Regions from separate parts of the Zea mays genome. Here regions 1 and 2 are each linked to region 3. Evidence: chromatin contacts called from public Hi-C data. All regions are on one chromosome and are shown on one strand. The core of a region is the stretch at or near the end of the contact, and the rest is flanking DNA. Distances in the headings are between cores, read along the strand shown. Region 1 holds the start of LOC118472077. Region 2 holds the start of LOC103627410 (filament-like plant protein 7). Region 3 holds the start of LOC100383610.

Region 1 (2,763 bases), core at 173-2,672, 170 kb after region 3:
GACTAAAAGCTATTGATGTGTAAGATGAGTGACACTTGTACTTCTCAATCGTGCACCCTGCACATGCTAGGAAAGAACAAACCATTTATTTCTGGTGTGGCAATCATGTTCCCTTGAGTATTGTTTACTTTATACCAATCTGGAGACTGATAGCAACATAAACTTTTGAACGGGAATGGAGGCTCGCTATTGCTTCATAGACTATTGGGTTGCTTTGCAAACAGAAAATACTAATGTTCGTGTATCAAGTGAAAACCGGCTCGGTCCATTACGAGATGAACAAACTACTAATGCTTGTGGGGCTGACAAAGGTGGCTATTTTTCCAACTCGAGTGATCTTTGGGCCGGCAGGCGCAGGCAGAGCAAAATAAGCTGGTGGGGGTTCTAGGAAGCCCTTTGTTTTCTATGTCGTTGCTGTTTTGGCTTCTAAGGACAAGGATCATCCAGCACACGCATTTAGAAGTGGAGGCTATCAGTTTGAAAGTTCTTGGCGCCGCGTGTTGATGCTTGGTCATGGGACATGTAAGGCCGAAAAAGTGCCTATTATTGGTGCTTCTCTGCCTAGTGTCCATGATGGCGATGATTAGGTGCACTTGCAACAGGCAGGCTCACCACCTCTGCCTCTATGGCTTCTCCACCATTCCACCAGTCTGAAGGAGGAAAAGGGTGTTAAAAGAATTCCAATGGAGGGGTCCATGCAGTGGGCTGTGGGCCTCAGCCATTAAATCACACTTTTGTAGAATGCCATTCTTCTTAAATCACACTTTCTTAGAATTTTTCTCTCCTTTATTGTGGTGCGGTTTGCACCAAAAATGCATGGCATATTCCCTCTTAAAGTCTTAACTCTGAAATAATTATCTGTTGCAGTTGCAGATGCAGACTCAAGAACAGTATATTGCACGTATTTTTCTCATTTTGCTGCTTTTCATGGTCCTGTGAAATTTTAGGAAGAACTAACTCGGCTGGATTGATGGAAGAGATTTTTTTTCCACTCGCACTGAAGAGTTGAGAGATGCAGAGGTATCAGGTCGATAAGCACGAAGTAGTGGCAAAACAGGAGGCCACACTCCTCAATCTCCCTGTTCTAAAAAGTGCGCCTCAAAAGAGGAGATTGCCCTCTTCAGCCTTTTGCAAAAGGCGCCTTTATTTCTCTGCGCGGTGGATCTGTAGGTTTGGCCTCTTCGGTGAGATCTGAGTAAGCCTCAGTTTGTTGGTAAAGATTGGTTAGTTGGGTGGGGTTAAGCCTCAGGTTGATCGTTGGAAGCTTAACTGCTAAGCAACTGGGTAGCAAGAGAGGACATTTGGCTTTCCAAAATTTTGGCAGCGAGCATGCAAATGGTCAAAAGCTGACACCGGATTATTACTTATAGAAAGGTTAATGAGATTAGTACAGATGTTGTCATAGCTTTTATCAGCATGAACGCCTTGGGTCGCTGGATGTCGTACATTTACCTCCAGTGTATATATAAATTACTCTTGGGCAGCGCCCAAGCAAGCAAGGATAGGAATGGGAGAATTGTCAGCACAAGGAATAGCTGCAGAATTGATGTTTGGTGAGACAAGAATGGCATGGACAGTGATTTCCAGACATCGCCACGCGCTCCATACAGTAACCTTTCTCTGTTTTTTTCTTTCTTTCTGTCATTAAAGCGCACCACCGGCAGCGTCTTTAAAATGCCACCGTGCAAGTTGTTCTTGGCTCTCACAAGAGCCTTTCGCTGCATCAACACCTGCCGACTGCTGCAGGCAAGTAAAGGTACTCCTCTCCTCCCCTCTGCTGCAGTCCTCTGCCCGCTGCAGATCATGGAGGAGGAAGCATGGCAGGAGTCACTCGTTGCAGAATCTCATGTGCCTCCACATTCAAATATTAATAGTGCATCTGTCATGCCGTGCAATCCAGATTTATTCACCTCTTCGCTGTCATGTAGCATCCCAGATCCCTCAAGCATTAATATAGATGATTTTGTTGCATCTATCTCTAAAGCTCCTGATGCTCCGCTAATTCGATCGCCTCCCAGCTCTAGCTTAGCTTCAAACAGTTTGGTTGTGGGGTGTTCATTTCAGCCTGCTGTGGCTGCGGGTGTAAGTCCATCTCCTATTGGCAAGAGATCTAGTGCTAGATTGGCTGCAAAGAAAAAACTCAAATTTGGAAGAAATCGAAATGCCATAGTTAAAGCTCAAGAAATTCTAGCTGCTAAGTTAAATAACGCTGCTGCAACTCAATTTCAAAGCTCTAATGCTCTATCTGTTAATGGTCAGGTGGATTTGATGGAACAGCTTGCAAGGCATTTCATAAGGCCCCTTACTAAGGATCAAATGGAGGCAATTATGGAGTTGGCAATTCAGGGAAAGGAGAAGGAAGGGACCAAGAAGAAGGGCAGAAAGGTGGCACCTCTCAAGGCTCCTTTCATAGAGGCTGCTGAGAGGATCTGAGTGATGTTTTTAGATCTTGTGTGGGTCGGTCTAGTGCAGAATGTTATCTCGCATGTGTAATAGTCTGTGGGTCACCCAACTACTTTTGATGACTGCTTTGGGTAGCAGGTTGTGGGATTGTCAGCAGTGTTTTTTCTTTTGGCTTGCTCTGTCGGTGTTTCTATCTGTCATTATTTCAGGCGTGGGATGCTTGCTTTTCCCAACTAGCAATGTGCTGTTGTCGCTGGTTGTCTGGTCAGGTCCTGTCTTGTGTGGCTCTACTTGGGCATGTAGGGGAACTACTTTTGATTAATGAATGCCAACTGTTGTATTTTGTCATGGAATGTGAGG
Region 2 (2,700 bases), core at 108-2,607, 170 kb before region 3:
GCCTTCATTCCTTGCTAGCGGCTATCTCCAACAACTTACCTATTCGTATACCTATATTTAAACTTGAATATGCGAATAGTACAGTCTATAGTGTAAAACAGTATTCTGGGTGAACATATAGATAAATTGCTGGACATAGTCTAAGGTTATTCTTAATGGATAGTATCATACTCATTAATGAGATGTCATATAAGACTTTTCGCTGATGTGGCAAGACATTTAATAGGGGAAGTTGTATGTTATATAAAATATTTATTGTTTTGGCACGACATCTTAGGTTGTGGCATAAAAAATAATGTTTAGATATAGTCTCACACAATATCACACCAATTAACTAGTTTAAATATATAATTATGATAGTACACATTACGAAGGATATCACACTTTAAATCCTATGTGGTGACACTCCATTTTTAGTTGCAAGCACGGAACGCCAACAAAGGGGCGGGGGAACAAGCTCAAGTGCTGTGGCCTAATCCTTTTCACCACACCACCTCACTCGCGGAGCACCCGGCATCTGATTCTGATCAGTGGGATGTCGCCGTGCAACCAACCGCTTGACCGAGCGACAACGAAGTGCTGGGTGGTCGCTGAACCCATTGCAAACGGCGCCAGTGGTTCGTTCGGTGCCGAGCTCACCTCACGCGACTGCCCCACGGCACCGGCAGGCAGCAGCCGGGCGACGGGGACGCGACGCGTCTCTGGCTGCGCTAGTGACAAGTGCGTCCCGTTCATGTCCTGGCATTCCACCCCGATCCGTCGCCTTAGACGACGCTACGCACTGCCCAACCGCTGCAAACTACCAGTAGCCGACGACAAGTGCAGAGGAACGGTCGCTTACGCCTTAAGGACCTGTACCGTTGTACGCATGTTAGTGTCCAAATCCAAGCAATATGCAATAAGATACTGTATCTGTACGAATGAATCTTACTGTTCATCCGGTCAGTCCTTCCAAAGAAAGAAAAAACGCGCAATGTGATTGTGAAGAACTCATGTCTCTCACAGATAGGTGCACTGGGGTGATGGATGGCTTTGATTCAGCACCAAAAAGTGTTGACCTTTTTTCCCCCCTCTTTTCGCCTTGAGTAATATTCACACGTGCTGTCGATCGACCTAACTCCTCGAGAGCACGTCCGATGTCGTGCTCCACATTTCTCCTGTGTTCGGACGACGGTTTCACAACTTTCCTGACGTACTTGCCAGTGCGCCCCGACTGGTGGCAATGGCATGGACGGGTCAGTGATTTTTTTCGGGGGTCTTATAAACCTCAAAGCTTGATGCAGAAGCCGTTTTACCTACCTGTCTTCGTCGACCCGACGTCCACGAGGTGCAATGCCACATCGATCCCCTGTAGAAAAAGCTAGCTAATAGCCTATATGGACAGGTAATATTCAGACTGTGGACGATAAGGAAGCAAATATACTTTTTTTCCGGAGGAAAAAAACATGCACACTGCAGATACACCGATCTCATTCTAAGAAGTAGAAGCCATGGAATCGATGCCAACATTTTTTTTCTAGGAAAAAAAAGGAATTGGTAACAAATTCCAGTCGTCGCGTGCAAACTGGTTTATCATGATCCCCCAGTAGAGCAGGAGAGCAGCCATGGCCCATGGGGAGGACGGAGGAAGAAGCTAGGCCAACGCTGGTCTCCGGTGGGACACGTAGGGCGTGTTTGTGACCCTGTCCCTGGCCAGCTCGGTCCGTTCAATTAGACCAGGCTGAGGCTAGCCTGTCCCGGCTACTGCAACTTATTTTGTTTGCGCACTTGTACCATATGAGCCTGGCTCAGACGAGCTGGTGTTTGTCATCCAATATGCAGCCAGGCTAGAAGACCAAAACTACCTAAACGCGGAATCCTTGCGCCACGAGCAGCCAGGCTCCCAGGAAACGGACCTTGAGCTCGTTTCTGTGGAGCCAGGCTGAGAGGCTCAATTTGCACGCGCACAGCCTGGCTCTCGAGCCAGCCAGACGACGCAAACATAGGAGCTGCAGCCCGGGAGCGCAGCCACGCAAACACAGGAGCTGCAGCCCGGGAGCGCAGCCAGGCTGCTGGGCCATGGCGACAAACACGCCCGTAGAGTGTGGTCGTGGTCGTACCCGGGCCGGGACTGAACAGCCCAACTGCTCCAGCTTCCAGTCGTTCTGACAGCATGCCTGAACCACCAGGCTCCTCGCTGACCCCTCCGCTTCCTTCCCGCCAAGCGAAAGCGCCACCCGCGCTGCCCCTGCCCCCCTTGACGCCTTCCTCCGATCCTCAACAGGATACACCCCTCGCAACAGAAACCCCCTCCGCCGAGGCCCGCCGACCAAACTTCTGCCAGTACCGCTTGCACCTTACCTGCCAAGCTGCGTACTGACGGAACGCCTTGAGCGAGAGCGAGGTTGCGCTCCACTCCACTCCACTCGCCAGTTCAGTTCTTGCTTCCTGCTCCTGTCGTGGTGCCCTGAGTCCCTGACTGCGAGGAGCTAGCTATGCATCCCCGCGGTGGCCGACGAACTGCGTAGCCTGATCAAACAGGTACTGAATATGTTCTCTCACCTTGGTTTTGATGCTCTTCTGTTTCGGATTATTGGGATGTCTTTGTCATGTTGAATGCTGGGTTTCAGTTTTACAACTACATTGGTGTAGCCTGTGCTCGTCAACTTTAGTGGATAGTTAATATATATATTTTCTGAACAAAATGGCACCTGAAATGTT
Region 3 (2,876 bases), core at 19-2,518:
TTCGGCGCCTCCGCCTTGTGTTCGGAGACCTGCCCTGGAGCTACAGAACCCGTTACACCACATGTTCCCATGGAGACAGGCGACAGCAAGCATCGACGCATTTGCGTTGGTTCGATACCTTCCAGAGCTTGACCGTGCGGTCGTTCGCGGCGAGCATGAGCAGGGAGCTGTTGGGCCGCGCGCACCACCTCACCTTCTTAATCCTCTCGCTGATGTCCAAGCTGTCCAGCACGTCGAACTGCGCCAGCAGGGAGGGATCAAGGTCAGCAACAGAATGCGTGCACTAGGATATACAGTACGTGCTTCGCGGTGTATTTTGTATCTGATTATGTTTGAACTGCTTTTGTGAACTTTGTCTAGCTGTATGTAGACGGTTTATAGTTGTGTTGTGGCCTGAACAGGTTGTTTTCTGTGATGTAACCCTTCCAGGTTAAGCTCTAGTGCTTATCTGGATGTGGGTAAAACGTTTGTATTTCTGTTATGCAACTAATAGAAATGGAGTGATCTCGGGAAAAAAATATATATATACAGTACGTACAATACAATTCACCCTGCTGCTCGTCTGAACAAACAATAGGGTTGGTGGCTCACCTCCCGTTCGTGGCTCTGGAACTCCGTCGCGTAGCTGTACCTCGGCGGCGGCGCTCCGGCACGGTCCGTGCGCTCAAGCTCCGCGCGAGGCCGCGCCTGCAGACGTGCGTAGGGAGGAAGCCCCGCGTCAGTCACCCCGTGGCCGCAAGAAGCACGAATTAATTAGCTAGCACCGGGAAAGCTAGCAGGACGCTTACGTCGTCGCCGTCGCCGTCGGTCCTCCGGAAGAGGATGACGCGCCCGGCGTTGTCGCCGCCGGCCAAGTACTCGCCGCGGCCGTCGAACTCGATAGCCGAGATTTCGTCCGCTGAAGCACATGCACAGACCGATCAGTCCAACGACCAACATGCGGATAGCTCTCTGAATGTTTGAGTTTGCAGGCAGAGATAAATACCATCGTCGTCGTCCTGCGGACGGGGAGCGCCGTCGCGGCGGGCTTCGGCCGCGGGCGGCAGTTCGCCGAGGACCTGGGAGAACTTCCACTGGGGAAGCCGGAACGGCTGCGCTTCTCGGAGGCCAGGAGACGACGGAGAAGAGGTGGCCGGCGAAGGGGCTACGGACCTCGTCCTCCTCCGCCACCTGCCGCTGTTGCTCATGGCTGCGCCTGCGCCGTACAGGGTAGCACACTAGCTAGCGATCCTCTGTTACGATTACTCACGGGGCCGGAATGCACTTGTGGCGCTGCACATTTTCGCGCGGCCGTGCAGTGATACGGTGGAAATGGTGCTAGTCCGGTTTCTCGAGCATCCGTGGCCACTCGCCTGTTGTTATCGTCTTCTGTTATTTCTCGCACTTCTTTTTTTCTATTATATATATATATAGTCTTCAAAGTTTATACTGCATGTAATCTGAACCCACCCAAACATAAGCAATGCTCCTGCTAACTTTTCAAAACTAAAAAAATCAGATTTTGTAAACAGCCCTGCTAAAAATAAAATAAAGGTACAGCTGAACAATCTTAGGTAAAGAAACTACAAACTGGAACTGGATTCCTGTAAGTGGGACACTCTGCTTCAGTACGTCTTACAAAGAATTCATCGTCCCTATTATTTTAACCAATAGATAGATAAGTAACGTAATCCTAGTTATATATAATGGCTACAGCAGGTTCCGATGGTTCGTACTCAGTCCGTACGCTCTACACTTCATGTGATTGACCTCCATTCTATTCATGGTTGTACGAATAAAGAACTTGACCAACGCTTCAACAACAGCGAAAGAACAAAACTTCGCTAGCCATGTGTTCCACAAGTTGATTGGTTAGCTGCTAAGGTGTCATTTGTATCCGGTTCCCAAATGGTGGCATTGCTAGTCCAGCAATGAGAATAACGGAATCCCCTTCGCATTGAAACTAGAACATTTCACTACTAGTTCCTGTCCAACTTCAAATTCCTTTAGGCCATTTGCCTGCAAGAGATGCTCCAGAATTTCAGTTACCAATGTTCATTGGGAGTATTGGGGGGAGGATGCAACGGTTAAGAATATAAGAATATAGTGTGGCCATTGAGAAGGTGGAGTACAGGGATGAAAAACTGTGTTGCTAATAGCAGTATGAACAAAAAAGATGGCTTGTTTTCTCAAAAGTTTGTACGAAATTACCTCAAATTTATGCATTCCACGCACACCATCACTCAACTCAAGTACTAGTCCATAGGCTCGAATCTGGTAGACCTTTGCTGTAACTACATCACCCAACTTCATTGCCCCAGATTGGAATTTCGTGGGACTCTGATTCTGGTCAGAAGTGTTGTCAGCACTCTGTTCTGGAACATCAGAACCACTGGTTTCTAGTCCATTACTCACAGATTCCTCAATCTTTACTTTCTTAGTTTTCTTGGTAGTGGCACCTGTAGCTTTCTTAGCGGTAGCTTTCCTAACATCATGGCATTCGCTGGCTGGTTTATTTGGTCTAGGAGATGACTTTGCAACCTTCGCCCGCTTCTTAGAACCATTTGCATCATCTTGAGCATCACAGTCAGCAGCACTTCGAATTATAACTGAAGGAGTCGAAAATGCAGCTGCCTCCTCAGTTGTGCCATTTTCATGTTCGGTACTTGATAGCTGAGCATCAACATCCACACTACTCATGTTCTCCACAGCAGCCCAACCAGTAACTTCACTTGGCAAAGGATCCTTATTTTTCAAATCCTTCTTGATACGTGGTTGGGGTAAGGTTGCTTTAAGTGAAAGTTTAATGTTACCCCGCATGTCCTGTCCAATGCATCTCAGAGAGAGAGATTGCCCAAGAGTTACAACATCCGAGACTTTCGTAACCTGCACAAAGA

The links. Hi-C and Micro-C count contacts between places; a contact is called where the count stands out from the background.
Region 1: a Hi-C map of tassel shows a contact between it and region 3, with 2.0 times the contacts expected there. The contact joins the promoter of LOC118472077 here to the promoter of LOC100383610 in region 3. A contact is called at or near these places in 3 of 25 Hi-C or Micro-C datasets (endosperm, leaf and tassel).
Region 2: a Hi-C map of leaf shows a contact between it and region 3, with 8 times the contacts expected there. The contact joins the promoter of LOC103627410 here to the promoter of LOC100383610 in region 3. A contact is called at or near these places in 2 of 25 Hi-C or Micro-C datasets (leaf and root tip).

The regions. Positions count from the first base shown.
Region 1 is chr5:188,394,724-188,397,486 of Zm-B73-REFERENCE-NAM-5.0, forward strand. It overlaps LOC118472077, which reads left to right and starts at 1,423. Exons shown (of 3, transcript XM_035959213.1): 1 at 1,423-1,553; 2 at 1,651-1,756; 3 at 2,260-2,751. The coding sequence starts at 1,438. The coding sequence ends at 2,433.
Region 2 is chr5:188,063,084-188,065,783 of Zm-B73-REFERENCE-NAM-5.0, forward strand. It overlaps LOC103627410 (filament-like plant protein 7), which reads left to right and starts at 1,358. Exons shown (of 4, transcript XM_008647705.2): 1 at 1,358-2,520. LOC100502459 (a long non-coding RNA gene) reads right to left here. Exons shown (of 4, transcript NR_157380.1): 2 at 1,300-1,348; 3 at 932-1,213; 4 at 602-852.
Region 3 is chr5:188,229,244-188,232,119 of Zm-B73-REFERENCE-NAM-5.0, forward strand. LOC100383610 reads right to left here and starts at 1,269. Exons shown (of 14, transcript NM_001362098.1): 1 at 986-1,269; 2 at 789-898; 3 at 592-687; 4 at 119-238; 5 at 1-29. The coding sequence starts at 1,187. LOC100279772 reads right to left here. Exons shown (of 16, transcript NM_001352971.1): 15 at 2,191-2,865; 16 at 1,552-1,998. The coding sequence ends at 1,900.